Linked DNA regions of Mus musculus: region 2 is linked to region 1. Evidence: chromatin contacts called from public promoter capture Hi-C data. All regions are on one chromosome and are shown on one strand. The core of a region is the stretch at or near the end of the contact, and the rest is flanking DNA. Distances in the headings are between cores, read along the strand shown. Region 1 holds the start of Znrd2 (zinc ribbon domain containing 2). Region 2 holds the start of Pygm (muscle glycogen phosphorylase).

Region 1 (7,022 bases), core at 1,824-4,323:
GGGTGGAGGGTCTGGGGGCAGGCTGGCATCAGGAGGCTCCTCGTCATCAGACAGGCCGGCATCAGGTGGGTAGGAGCTGTCCGAGTGCAGAGAGGATGACAGGTCCTGGCACAAGCTCAGGTCTTGGCACAGATGCTTGTAGTCCTGGATCGACTCGTACAGGCCCCACAGCTGGCACAACAGGGACATATCCAGCTGTCGCAGCCCCACCTACAGACAACTGACAGTGGGCTGGAGTTGGGGGTCCGGGCCACCCCCAGAATTCCCACCGTGGACGACAACCCTATCCAATCTTCCTGCACCTTTAAGTGAAAGTTCTGAGAACAGATGGTACTTGCCAACTGTGAAACCTTCCAGCCAGTCCTTGGCCCTCATTTATACAATGGGGTAACATTGTCCAGCAAGATGAAATCAGGCAAGTTTTTAAAAATGCAACAATTGCTACACATTACTATCAGTGCTGTCCTAAAGCCCCGTGACCAGATGCTTCCTGCTGGACCTGAGATGAGGAAGCGGATCCCAGACTTATTTCTGCCCTCTTCAGAGCTACTACCCTGGCGAGGCGCCCACCTACTCACCATCTCCTTGCGCAGCGCGGCTAGTGCAGAGTCGAGGTTAACCGGGCGGCGCGGGCCCGCTGCAGAACCTGAGTTAGCAGATCCAGCGGCATGGCGAGGACCATCCGGGGCGCGGGCGGCACGACTCAGTTCGTCGTGGATGCGGCTCCGTTGGCTGTAGACACGCTCCAGCTCCCTCCACGAGCCCCCACTAGCGTTAAGAAGGCCGCTGAGGCCGCGCGGTAGCGGCGGGAGCCCGGCCAGAGCGCAGCCCGCGCCGCCCGGCGCCTCAGTCGCGGGCAGCCCGTTCATAGCCAGGCAGGCGTGGACCACGATGCCGCCTGGACCCCTCTTACGTTTTCAGCGGGCTGTTGCCCAGAGAACCAGCTCTCCGTGGCCCGGTCTCCGGAGAGATCTCAGCCACCGCCCGCAGGCCGTGCTTTGTTCCGTCCCCGACTCCTAGGACTCCGCCTATGCTCCACCCCCCTGCATGGGCGGGGCCTCTCTTAACGCGGCGATGACCCTGGAGCGAAAAACCCATCAAAGAACTGGATGGGACAGGGGAGGCCGAAAGGGTCAGAAACGGTTTTTTGGCGACCTTTTGCTGCCTCATTCCTATACAATGTGTCCTCTCCCAAGGGAAGGATTCTAAAAGCACGGGGATGTGGGAGGCCCGAGTCTGGGGTAGGAAGGTAAGACTGTGCCTGACTCTTACAGTGCATCACTGCCCCTCCCCACAATTTGTCAACATCCTAGCAGCCAGAAGATGGAGAAAGATGGTAGAGTCAGGATGGTTAAAGGAAGGAAAGGAAGCCACCAAAGGGACTGAAACTTCAAATGGCACTCAAGTGGAGGAAAGGGGGTACTGGGTCAGAGACAATGATTAGTGGCCCAGCCTTTGGGAAGACTGAGGTCAGTCCTTGGAATAAGGTGTCACTTATCCCTCTGCCATTTACTTCTTGTCCTGAATGCAGAACTTCACCATTCAGGTAGAAAAGACCATGGAAAGGTGAGATGCCAAAAGCAAGGAAAACCATCGAGGAGAACTGGGGCTCACATGCACACTCAGAACCAAGAAAGAACAAACCACGCGGAGGAAAAACTGTTTTTCTGGAGGGTTTTTCTCAGGGGAACAGGGATCAGGATAGAGGTCTCAGTGATCCAGCTGTTTCAGGCTGCCTAGGGCCTCGGCGCAAGCCCGGATAAGCCCACAGAGCTGGATACTAGTCTCCAAGGAGGTGCTAGAGCCCAGCTCGACTGACGCCCAGGTTAGCTTCTGCAGGAGGGCCGTCTGTGTGGAAGCCACCGCGTCCGTATTTGGAGGTGCAGCCGGAAGAGGAGGCGCCTGGGCTGCCTTGAGCCCGGCTGCTGCGCCTTCACAGTGCTCTGGACGGGGTACTGGTGGCTGGGATGGGGGCCGAGAGCTCGAGGCAGGCTCTGTAGATGAGGCCAGCTGGTGTTCCCGAGCTTGAGAGAGCGCCGCCTGTGCATTCAGTGCTAGAACAAGAAAAGTGGTGGAAGAGTGAGGGTGCCCCGTCCGCCTCTCCCGAGTCATGTGCTCTTTACTGATGTCCCTGAGCTGCTGGTGTTTTCTGCCTAAGCCAATCCCATCTCATCTCTACTCTTCTTTCTCCTTACACATGCTTGCCAAACACTGCCCCACTGATTTACACTTGAGGTCCAGTTGCTTGACAGATGGCCTGGCCTCATCTATGCATCAAGTCTATTCCTGTAAACTGGGATGCCCGCCCTTCAGTGGTAAAATGCCTGTCCAACATGCACAAGCACCCAGGGTTGCACGTGCACTCTACAACGTAGGATGACTATTTTGCTAGGACTCTCCCCACGGTGTCAGAAACAAAAGGCTGATGGTCTTTCTTGAATGAAACACCTCTCTAGGGCGGAAACGAGAAGGCACCTTAATGCCACAGCACGCAGGAGTTTCCACTGTCACCTCCCAGGCTCACAGTTCCTCTGTAGCTATCGCCACTCTCTTCTCCCCACAGTGCACACTCGGACCCTCACCCGGGTTATCTTTATCCACGTCTGAGTCGAGCTCCTGACAAGCCACACAGTAGATTTTCCGCTGTTTATCTTGCAGGAGGATCGTCTGGGGACCAGAAAGTACATGGACATAGGTGAGCCGGAGAGACAGGGTTCACAGAAGAGGGAGCTGAGGAAAGGTCGTGCGGCCCGGTCCGCGGCCTCGGCCTCATCACTCGCCTCACCCCGCAGTCGGCGCACGTGTCGCCCAGCATGCGGTAACCACGGAGCAGGTAGTCCCCCATCAGACGGGAGATGCGATCCTGCCGCTCCCGTCGCGCCTGCAGCACCTTCGTCTCAGCTTCAGTCGGAGGCTCCCAGGTGAAATCGTCGACATCTAGAGAAAACAGGCACAGGAGATAGAGAGAGCTGCCTCCCGCACCCCACGGCCACTGCCCAAACATCCCAAGCGCATACCTGCACCGTTCAAGGCCATGTTGCCGTGGTCACTGCTGGGCTCACCGGAAGTGATCCAAATAAGATGCGCCCCCACTACGGCCCCGCCTCCCACATGTGGTAGCTGAGGGCGGAAGTGACGCTTACACGGTCTTCCTGGCGCTTTAGTCAAAGGGGGGGCGTGTCTGCTGCACATTTGACCCTGACCTACGGGCTCGGCTGGTGGCCAGAGCTATGGTTGGGTACCACCGTCTCCCTGGTAACGCTTCAGTACTCGGGTGTGGCTTTTCAGAGTCTCCATTTCTACTTGCCTCAGATAAAGTGGCCCTTAGGTCTGTGAAATACCCGATTCCCTCAGGGTTGTCTTTCCACACAGGGGAAGCAGGAGATGGGCAGGACCATGACATCTGCCCAACAGTCACTGCAATAAAAAGTTCTCTAAATCTTTCAAACTAGGCTAGCTACACTGAGGTCGTTTTCTGCCTATTTCAACACTCCTCCCTGTTTGCGTGTTGGGTGTCCTCTGTCCACCTTCTACCAATGCCTAGAACTGATGTAAGCCTGCTGTCTTAGTTAGGACTAGTATAGCTGGGATTAACACCATGACCAAAAATAACTTGGGGAGGAAAAGGTTTGTTTCGCCGGGCATGGTGGCTCATGCCTTTAATCCCAGCACTTGGGAGGCAGAAGCAGGCGAATTTCTGAGTTCGAGGCCAGCCTGGTCTACAGAGCGAGTTCCAGGACAGCCAGGGCTACACAGAGAAACCCTGTCTCGAAAAGCCAAAAAAAAAGAAAAGAAAAGAAAAGAAAAGGTTTGTTTCACTCATGGTTCCATATAACATGTTCATCAAAAGCAGGAACTCAAGCAGGGCAGGAAGCTGGAGGCCATGGAGGAGTGCTGCTTACTGGCTTGCTCCTCATGGCTTGCTCAGCCTGCTTTGTTACAGAACCCAAGAGCAGCAGCCCAAGGATGACCCCACCTACAATGGGCTTGACCCTCCCCCACTGATCACTGGTTAGAAAGTGCTCTACAGGAGAGCCCACCAGATCTTACGGAGGCATTCTCTCCTCTCAGAGGACTGTAGGGCCTGCTGGTGAAAATGGCTTATACTCGAGTGGGTTACAAATCAAGGACCAGTGCTCCTCATAATCCTGGGTTCTTTGCAAGAGCACCAAGTAATTAAAAGACCAAGGGCTGGAGAGATGGCTCATCGGTTAAGAGCCCTGGCTGCTCTTCCAGAGCTCCTGAGTTTAATTCCCAGCAACCACATGGTGGCTCACAACCATCTGTAAAAGGGCTAAGACACCCTTTTCTGGGGTGTCTGGAAATAGCTACCATATACTCACATGCATAAAATAAATAAGAGGAGGAGGAGGAGGAAGAAGGGGGTAGAAAGATGGCTCAGTTCTTTTTTAAAAATATTTATTTATTTATTATATGTAAGTACACTGTAGCTGTCTTCAGACACTCCAGAAGAGGGAATCAGATCTCATTACGTGTGGTTGTGAGCCACCATGTGGTTGCTGGGACTTGAACTCAGGACCTTAGGAAGAGCAGTCTGCGCTCTTTTTTTTTTTTTTTAAATTTATTTATTATATGTAAGTACACTGTACTTGTCTTCAGACATTCCAGAAGAGGACGTCAGATCTTGTTACAGATGGTTGTGAGCCAACATGTGGTTGCTGGGATTTGAACTCCGGACCTTTGGAAGAGCAGTCAGGTGCTCTTACCCGCTGAGCCATCTCACCAGCCCACGTCTTTTTTTTTTTTTTAAGATTTATTTATTTATTATATGTAAGTACACTGTAGCTGTCCTCAGATACTCCAGAAGAGGGCATCAGATTTCGTTAAGGATGGTTGTGAGCCAGCATGTGGTTGCTGGGATTTGAACTCGGGACCTTCGAAAGAGCAAACGGCACTTTTAGCCACTGAGCCATCTCGCCAGCCCCCAATGGCTCAGTTCTTAACAGCACTAATGGCTCTTGAGGACATGGGTTCGGTGCCCACATTCCACATGATGCCTCACACGATGCAGAACTGCAGTTCCAGGGATCACACACCCTCTTCTGACCTCTAAGGGCGTCAGACATGCACATAGTGCACAGGCTTGCATGCAGCAAAACATACACAAACATAAAAATAAACATAGCTAGACATAGTGGCACGTGTCTTTAATCCCATTACTCAGGAGGCAGAGGTAGGTGGGTATCTGTGAGAACAAAGAAAAATGGCACAGTATAGTATCTGAGTCATACACTTTCGCAGTGTGAAGCAGAGAATGTCAGTAGCAGAGCCCTTCCAACAACTTTCGGCTATAGACAACAGTGTTTTACATTACCCAGGAGTTGTGTATCAGTTAAGTAGATGCTCATTCTCTAAGGAGGCTGTGCGGGGGCTTCTGATCTTAATTCACTGTTATTGGCTCTTCTGGGATTGTCTCCATGTCTGCCTGATCTGTCACTGTGGCAAACAGAAAACATTATCAGTCATCACACTGTAAACACAAAATATACTAAGCCTCTGGTGCCCGGGCCACCACCAGTCCAGCTTGTGACATTTCCCAGAAGTTGAAGTTGTGAGGAGGGAGCCACAGGATACCTTGCATTGCCCCTGTCACTCCAGAGATATTAAAGGCACAGTAAGTGCCTCAGGTCCCATTGGCAGACTATGGTACTAACTCGCAGTACTGCCGTGGAGCGGTTTTATTTCGGTACAGCTTGCCAGCGCTAACGATACCACTGTAGATCTTGAGATGAATCTGTGTCGTTGAACATGCCCTTTACAACTAACAGTGGCAGGCCTTTTACCCCCAGATCCTCTCAACAATAGCTGATAACAACAGCCTGCTAGTGCTGTATGGTACTGTATTGCTGAGAGCTGAAATGACTTCCTCAAACCAACTCAAAAAGATTTCTGCGGGCTGGAGAGGTGACTCCGTGGTTAAGAGTACTGGCTGCTCTTCCAGAGGTCCTGAGTTCAAGGACTTCTGGTCCTTGGTTTCAGCTACCACATGGCTGCTCATAATCTTTTATAATGGTATCTGATGCCCTCTTCTGACATGCACTCTATCTGCACATAGGACACTCCTACAAAAACAGTGAAGCAACCTCACCTCTGCGTTTAACTGTGCCAAGGGAAGGACTCCTCTCGGCCATATCCTTTGTAATGATCAACTGAGAAATGTGTAGATTGAGCTGGAGCAATTTGGAAAATTCCAGGCTTCACACACACCATTCCAGGACATGGCACTGCACACTCACAATGGTCTCTGGCCAGCCTCAGGTGGAATCAAATGAGCACCTAGGAGATCTGAGCTCAGTGCTGAACCAGATCATCAGGGCTCCCTTGTCGGACCGACATGGGCTCTGGGTCATGGGTAGAACGGCTGTGCTGAGTTTTTGAGTCCTTTTTGACTCCTCTCTTTTTGAGTCCCTCAGCTGCGAGGAATCGAATACAAATGCCTTCATCTTCTCCTACCTGACTCTTCCAGTTGAATTGTCTGGGGTGGGGGTGCTTGGGTTAAATGTGGAATTCATGAGCCAGAGGAAGTTGGATTAAAGCTCTGGGCTAGCCTGGGCTACGTAGTAAGATGCTTTTTCGGGGGGGGGGGAGACTCATGGGTTTTGTGAGAGCGCAAAGAAGGTAACACCCGTGTCACCATGTCATATGAGTGGTGAGTAAGGACATCAGTGGGCTCTTTTCCCTAGCCCCTTGGATCCTTCCTTACCAACTGCTCCTAAAATTGCCAGAAATTCAATAGATGTAACCAGTTTCTGGGTCTGTTCTTCATCTCTAGATAGTTTATTGACTGCTGTTCTAAGACGCAGGGAGGTGAGCAACAGCAGTTTTCCACAGAAGAGTCATCGGGTCAGCTCCAAGTCACTGTCCAAGGAAGTGATGCTGCTCTGGGTCTGAGTTCTCACCAGCAGACGTTTCCCGAGTGTGAGGTGTGAGAGGAGTGTGGTGGCAGACACTCCAGTGCCTCATGTGTGGAGAGGGTCAGGATGGGGCTCAGCTGCAGAGCA
Region 2 (7,022 bases), core at 1,799-4,298, 650 kb after region 1:
TGATTAACTACATAAGATTGGTCTTGCCAACATCCTGTTTTGGAAGGGGATGAGACTCCCAAGGCCCCAGTCCTCCCTGATGATAAATGGGTAGTTGGTTGCTGAGGGAGGGAAGAGACATTTTCTGCAGTGGTGTAGGCACTGTTAAGATGCCCATGTTCGCCGGGCATGGTGATGCACGCCTTTAATCCCAGCACTCAAGAGGCAGAGGCAGGCGGATTTCTGAGTTCGAGGCCAGCCTGGTCTACAGAGTGAGTTCCAGGACAGCCCCAGGACTACACAGAGAAACCCTGTCTCGAAAAACCAAAAAAAAAAAAAAAAAAATGCCCATGCTCAGGGCTGGAGAGATGGCTCAGTGGTTACACCGACTGCTCTTCCAGAGGTCTTGAGTTCAATTCCCAGCAACCACATGGTGGCTCACAACCATCTGTAATGAGATCTGATGCCCTCTTCTCGTGTGAAGAGAGCTACAGTATATTCTTATACATAAGATAAATCTTTAAAAAAAAAAAAAAGTCCATGCCCCAGTAAAGACCTCTCATCCATGCTTCTATAAGCCAGCAGCCCTAGTGCCCTAGTGGTTTTCACTGGGACACACACACACACACACACACACACACACACACACGACAGAAGCAGACTGGCTAGTTGAGAATCAGAAGTGAGATCCATTAAGAGAGTGGAATGGGGAGTGAATATGATCAAAATACATACATATATATGCATGATGTAATGAAAGCCATTGTTGTACATAATGCTAATAAACATCTGAAAAAATGAGAATTATGAAAGACTAAAACGTGGCTGGCAAGATGCTTCACTGGGTAAAAGCACAAGCCTGATGACTCCCTGACTTTGGTCCCTGGAACCCAAGGTAGAAGGAAAGAGTCAACTTGCCAAAATTGTCCTTTGACCCCTGTCTGTGTACCCCACACTCACACAATAATAAATACAACTTAAACTAAAGATGGAAGTAGAGTGGGGGAACGTAGCTCTATGTAGAGTACTTGCCTAACACGCACAAGGTCCTAGGCACTGGAAAATGTAGAGAAAAATGTCCATGCTATATTCCCACTCCATCTGTGTAAGCATCTGTGTTTGCTTCCTGGCTGCTATATTTGATAACCTGGCTCCAGGAAGTGAGCAGGGCATTGTGCCCACGGTAGGGGCAGTCAGAGCTTAGCCTGAAAAGACCTGAGTGGCTTGCAGGTTAGGCCACACAGTTTGAGCTGCCTGGGGACTCTAGAACCCCACCTGCTAAAGGGCAGAAAGTTCTCAGAAACTGCTTGGCTATCCCAGAGCCCGGTTCAGTAGCATCCTGTAGTTATCCAACTTCTTGGCCTTCAGAGTAGAACACCCAGTCCTTCCCCTCAGTCAGCCTGCTACTCTGGAGGCACAGCCAGCTTGTGAATTAGCCTGAGAGCCTAAGCTCTGTTCCCTCAAAGAAGCAGGAGCTAATGTCTGTCTTCCCTCCACTCCACAATTAGGAGGCAACAGCTCATGAGGCAGAAATTTTATTCAAGAATACTCAAGAATACAAACAATCAGCCTGTGGACACACAGCAAGATAGTGCTGGGGTCAGTACATGGGCTGCAATGGAGACAGCCTAAGACTAGAAGGGAGAGCCTAGTACCGGTGGGTGAGTGGAGAAAAGTGACAGACAAGGCTCCTTGAAGTCACAGAGCTAACACAAAATACCTGCCCACTGTAGAGCCTGCGTGAGAACAGGAGAGAGAGCCTCTAGTCGCCTCCCGCTATTATCCAGGAGTTGGTTAGTTGGTTGGGTTTTGTGATGGTAGAAATTGAGTGCATTGTCTCAGCCCTCTATTATGGCGCACACCTTTAATCCAGTACCTGAGAGGCAGAGGCAGGTAGATCTCTGAGTTGGCAGCCAATCTGGTCTACAGAGCAAGTTTCAGGACAGCCAAGGCAACACAGAGAAACTCTGTCTTGAAACACCATACATAAACAAAATGAAAACTAAAAATAGAAGACTTGAACTTATGGTCCTACTGTATCAGCTTCCTAAGTAGCATTCCGGGCTGGTGACACCCCCATTTATCCCATGTCATGAACTCCTGGGGATTGTTGTCTTTCACACACACACACACAGAGGCACACACACACAGAGGCACACACGCACACACACAAACACACACACACACACCCCGCAGACCACAGGACTATAGTTCCCAGTAGCCCCTGCTTCAGGCTGCAGCCTCAGCCAAAGCTGTCCTGTAACCCGACCAACCATCCCCTCTGGAAAAGGTCACTTCAGAGCTCCTTGAAGGACAGCTGACAGGGGGAAGCTCAGAAGCACCAGGCGTTGGTGGGGGTGGGGTGAAAGCAGTGGCTCTCCCCCCACCCCAGACATCTCTCCTTCCCCACAGTGCTCCCTGCAACCCAGGGGCTTGGTCTCCCTCCACGGCTGCCAGCCTCTTCTGTATTAGCAGTGCCTCTGTTTAGGACACAGACTCAGCTTATGGCTCTGCTGTCCATGCTCACAACCTCCAAGTCTCAGTGCAGCCATGTCCCAGTGAGAAGTGGCTGTGACCAGCTTAATAGCCACTTCGTCATGCCCCACTGGTGGTACTCTAAGCAGATGTCACACACAAACCCTGCTGCTCGGAGGAAAGGAGAAAGTGTCCTGTATTTGTGACAGCCCTTTGGCCTCTCTAAAGAGGATCTCCAATCCAGTCCCACCTTTTATCTGTAGCTCAAGAAAGGTCCCAGATTGGATAATGTCTTAGACAAAGTCTCAACCAGAATGCGTTAGGCAAGCCTCAGGCCTTCCAAATTGGTCCCCCTGTTCCAGTCTTTCAAAAGCCAAGGGCCAGTGGATAAGACCAGAAGGCTTAGGAAACCTGGAAGAAGTGGGTCAGCTGTGAACACACCCCTCTCTGGGCTGTGGAGAGCTTGTTCCTCCCTCCTCTCCTCTCTGCTTCCCCCCAAAATAGCTCCCTGAGCTTCACGGCCAAGACCCTCCCACGTCCGGGGAGGCGTGGCATGCTGCCCTGAGCCAGGCTTTAAATCCCCTCACAGCTGGGCAGCTCCACTCCCTGGTTGGAGGCAGCTAGGAGGCCATCATCTGTCCAGTTCGGCCCACCCTCTCACAGCCATGTCCAGGCCTCTTTCAGACCAGGATAAGAGAAAGCAAATCAGCGTTCGTGGCTTAGCCGGAGTGGAAAATGTGTCGGAGCTAAAAAAGAACTTCAACCGCCACCTGCATTTCACCTTGGTCAAGGATCGCAATGTGGCTACTCCGAGAGATTACTATTTTGCACTGGCCCACACTGTCCGGGACCACCTCGTGGGACGCTGGATCCGCACACAGCAGCATTACTACGAAAAGGACCCCAAGGTGCTACAGGAGGGGACACCCTGGGTGGGAATTAGCAGGGAGTTGGGCCTGGCAGAGAGTTGAGACATCTCAGGCATGTGGCAGCTCCTTTCTGAGGCCCAAGTTTTCTACAGAAAAATCATTTGCTGTTTTAGGAGTTTGGGATTGCAGGATCTAAGGGTGCTAGACAGAACACTGAGGAGGGAGACCCAAGGGTGCTCGGGGTAGGCTACACGTGCTAGATAGGGTTGGAGGGGCTGCTGGTAGGCAGGAAATGTATACCCCTGTGGCCTGATTTGGACCTGGCATGGAAGGACATGTCATCAGATGTGTGCACGGTACAGTCTGCTTGTGCCACAGGCAGGGCAAAGCTGGGGCAGCTGGCGTCGTGGGTATCAAGTATCTGGCAGGGTCACTGGTAAATGTCAGGAACTTAACCCCACAACCAGGATCGGGGAGGGCCAGGGAGGGCCCCAGGAAATGGGAAGGCCGTGCCTTCAGCATCTTCATGCTTCTGCTCGTGTCCGGACTGAGGCTTAGGGACGAGGGGGAGCAGCATTGCATGGACAGAAGGCAGTTCCAGCCCTGAGTCACTGTGCGACCTTGAAAATGACTTTTTCCTCCGGGCCTTGGCAAGGTCTTCTCGGGGAACACTCAAAGCTGCTTCTCAATACCTCAAAAGGGGTCCCCACTTCTCACAAGCACCTTAACCCCTGAGATAGGCCTGGCTAGCCTTACTCTCTAGAAGAGAAACCAAGCCAGATGGAAAGGCATTTCAAAGGAACACAGGGACCAACACCTCTGTTGGGCCCCAAAGTCTGAAATAGCCACTCTGAGCAGGCAGACAAGAACTGCTGACAGAGACGAGACATTCTGGGGCCTGGCGGTAGGGCAGGAGGGTGAGAGGTGCAGGCCCAGCTGTTCCTGCCTGAATGTCAGTGGGGTGGCCCTGACCCCTCTTCCCCGTTGCCTGTCTCTGGGCAGAGGATCTACTACCTGTCTTTGGAGTTCTACATGGGCCGGACACTGCAGAACACCATGGTGAACCTGGCCTTGGAGAACGCCTGTGATGAGGCCACTTACCAGGTGGGGGAAGCACTTAAGGTTGGGTGGGGGGTGTCTTATGCTGGCACTTGGGCCTGACGGCTGCCTCCCCTTCCCTTAGCTGGGCTTGGACATGGAGGAGTTGGAGGAGATCGAGGAGGATGCAGGGTTGGGCAATGGGGGCCTGGGACGCCTGGCAGGTGAGTCCATAGCTTGTGGGGGTGGGGCAGGGGAGTTTCTCACGCTGGATCCCTGATACTCACTCCTCTCTACGCCTAGCTTGCTTTTTGGACTCCATGGCCACCCTGGGGCTCGCTGCCTATGGCTATGGGATCCGCTATGAGTTTGGGATTTTTAATCAGAAGATCTGTGGGGGCTGGCAGGTAAGCCACCCAGACCCCAACCTTGTGGTGCTTAGTCACAATAGAGAGGTTCTCCATTCAGTCATATATCTCTGGATGGGTCCAGAAGCCACCCCAGCTCCCCAGATGAACATCCTTTCCTTCTGCTTCAAAGCCTGGGGACCCCTGTGGTCCCGTGAACACACTGTGTCCTGCTGGGTGGCCCACTACTCACAGTACGTGAGTACCTGGAGCTCCTGTCACCTACGTCCTCCCCCACTCCTCTAGATGGAAGAAGCTGATGACTGGCTTCGCTATGGCAACCCCTGGGAGAAGGCCCGCCCAGAGTTCACGCTGCCTGTGCACTTCTATGGCCGAGTGGAGCACACCAGCCAGGGTGCCAAGTGGGTGGACACACAGGTAAGGATGAACATGGCCACAGGTTCTTGGTGGGGGAGAGGGTGGACTCGGTGAGAGGCAGGAAGGAAGAGGAGCTGCCTGAGAAAATGACACGGGGAAGAGGCAGAAGGGAACTGAACCCCCTGCTACTTTACAAAGGAGGCCACTGAGGCTCAGAAAGGTCAGGGGAGTTACTGGAGTCACACAGTCAGAGCAGGGAGATGCCAGCCAGGGTCATCCAGGACAGCAGGCAAAGTTCAACCCCTGGAAGGAGGAATGAAATGTCCCTCCTCCAGCTGCACTCCACCCTGACGCCCCTTTTCTCGACACACGACAGCACAGTGTGATGGTAGTGATGGTAGTCATCTCTGCATATCTGTGCCGGGGATCTGATGAAGGCAGCAGCCCCGAGAGAGGCAGGAAAGAAAACGGGGCCTCTTGGGTGGCACTGGGCACTGGCATACTCACAGCCACACAGCAAGTTGAGAGAGTCTGAAAGGCCACCTGGATGCCCCAGTCCGTGACTCCCTCCTACGTGTGGCTGCAGTTATCAGTCTCCTCCAGGGCTGCATGGAGACCCCTAGCCCTTCGGCAATGGTGTTTGTAGCTCTTTGATTTAGACCTGGGCCCAGTCAGGGCTGCTGCTGTTGGACATGCCAGGTGCCTCAGACAGCCTGGCACAGTTAGCTCTGGCTGGAAAGTTGCAGACCTGACTCCCTCTAGCTTTCCACCTGCTGTCTGTTCAGATAGTCCCTCTGTCTCTCTCACCTGCATTCCCCTCTGCCCCATCAAGGGTATCACTTGGTGTCTGGGAGGCAAGCTGAGGCCCCATATAGAGACTACTCTGGAGGTGCCACTGGCACTGTGGAAGCTGGCAGTTCTGTAGCAAATTGGTACTTATAGATCATGGGAGGTGGGGCTGGCTGGCACTGGTTACTGCTAACTAGCCCAGTGGCTACCTAGATGTAAACCTCTGGATAGAGTTGACCCCTGCGTAATCTTCATCCTGAACCCGAGATCCTCCAGCCCTCTCCTGAGTCCAGTGTGGTCTCATTTGATCAGGCCGGGCTGTGGAGCAGCCACTGACAGAAGCATGCTTTGGCTTCTGCATTTGTCACTCTCTCCTGTCCCATAATCCTCATGACAGTCAGAGTAGGCAGGTGTTGGGATTTCCCGTGGGATGCAGGAGAGACTTACGTAATTACTGCAGCGCTGGGGACTGAGAGGTCCTTGCACCTGTTTGGCAAGTAATGTACCATTGAGCTATATCCTCAGCCCCTTTTTATTTTTTACTTGACAAGGGCCTCGCTACGTTGCCCAGACTGGTCTTGAACTCACCCGGTAACTTACGCAAGCCTTGAACTTGTGATCCTCTGGTCGTAGCTTCTCCAGTGACAGGGCTTCTGGGAACCCAGCTAGTAAGCCTCACAGGAGGAACTGTAGTCTCTCTTGGGCACTGGCAGAGTTCAGTGACAGCTATTTGAACTTCAGCTCTTGGTGGGAGAGGCCCCACAAACCAGCCTCAGGCCCTGCTCAGGGCTGGACCCTGGCAGCTTCTGACTTGGGTACCCCCTGTAGGTAGTGCTGGCTATGCCCTATGACACTCCTGTGCCCGGCTATCGGAACAACGTCGTCAACACCATGCGCCTCTGGTCGGCCAAGGCACCTAACGACTTCAACCTCAAGGACTGTGAGTCCCTCTGCTGGTAGCTGGCAGCCCTTGTTACCCCTGCTTGGCCCATGCCCAGCCCCAGCCTCATCCTGACCCACTTTGTCCCTCAGTCAATGTTGGCGGCTACATCCAGGCTGTGCTGGACCGAAACCTGGCCGAGAACATCTCGCGTGTTTTGTACCCCAATGATAATGTGCGTTGCCCTTCAGACTGGAGACTGGAAGC

The links. Capture Hi-C pulls out chosen DNA fragments and counts their contacts.
Region 2: a promoter capture Hi-C map of liver shows a contact between it and region 1, with 2.9 times the contacts expected there. A contact is called at or near these places in 4 of 39 promoter capture datasets (embryonic stem cells, liver and pre-B cells), 1 of 484 Hi-C or Micro-C datasets (CD4 T cells) and 1 of 9 other capture datasets (liver).

The regions. Positions count from the first base shown.
Region 1 is chr19:5,728,659-5,735,680 of GRCm38.p6, forward strand. It overlaps Znrd2 (zinc ribbon domain containing 2), which reads right to left and starts at 3,074. Exons shown (of 4, transcript NM_020491.5): 1 at 3,018-3,074; 2 at 2,786-2,937; 3 at 2,583-2,667; 4 at 1,648-2,054. The coding sequence starts at 3,036. The coding sequence ends at 1,711. Fam89b (family with sequence similarity 89, member B) reads right to left here and starts at 1,008. Exons shown (of 2, transcript NM_181452.2): 1 at 579-1,008; 2 at 1-210. The coding sequence starts at 869.
Region 2 is chr19:6,381,360-6,388,381 of GRCm38.p6, forward strand. Pygm (muscle glycogen phosphorylase) reads left to right here and starts at 3,049. Exons shown (of 20, transcript NM_011224.2): 1 at 3,049-3,362; 2 at 4,326-4,427; 3 at 4,507-4,585; 4 at 4,665-4,768; 5 at 5,015-5,146; 6 at 6,704-6,815; 7 at 6,908-6,990. The coding sequence starts at 3,120.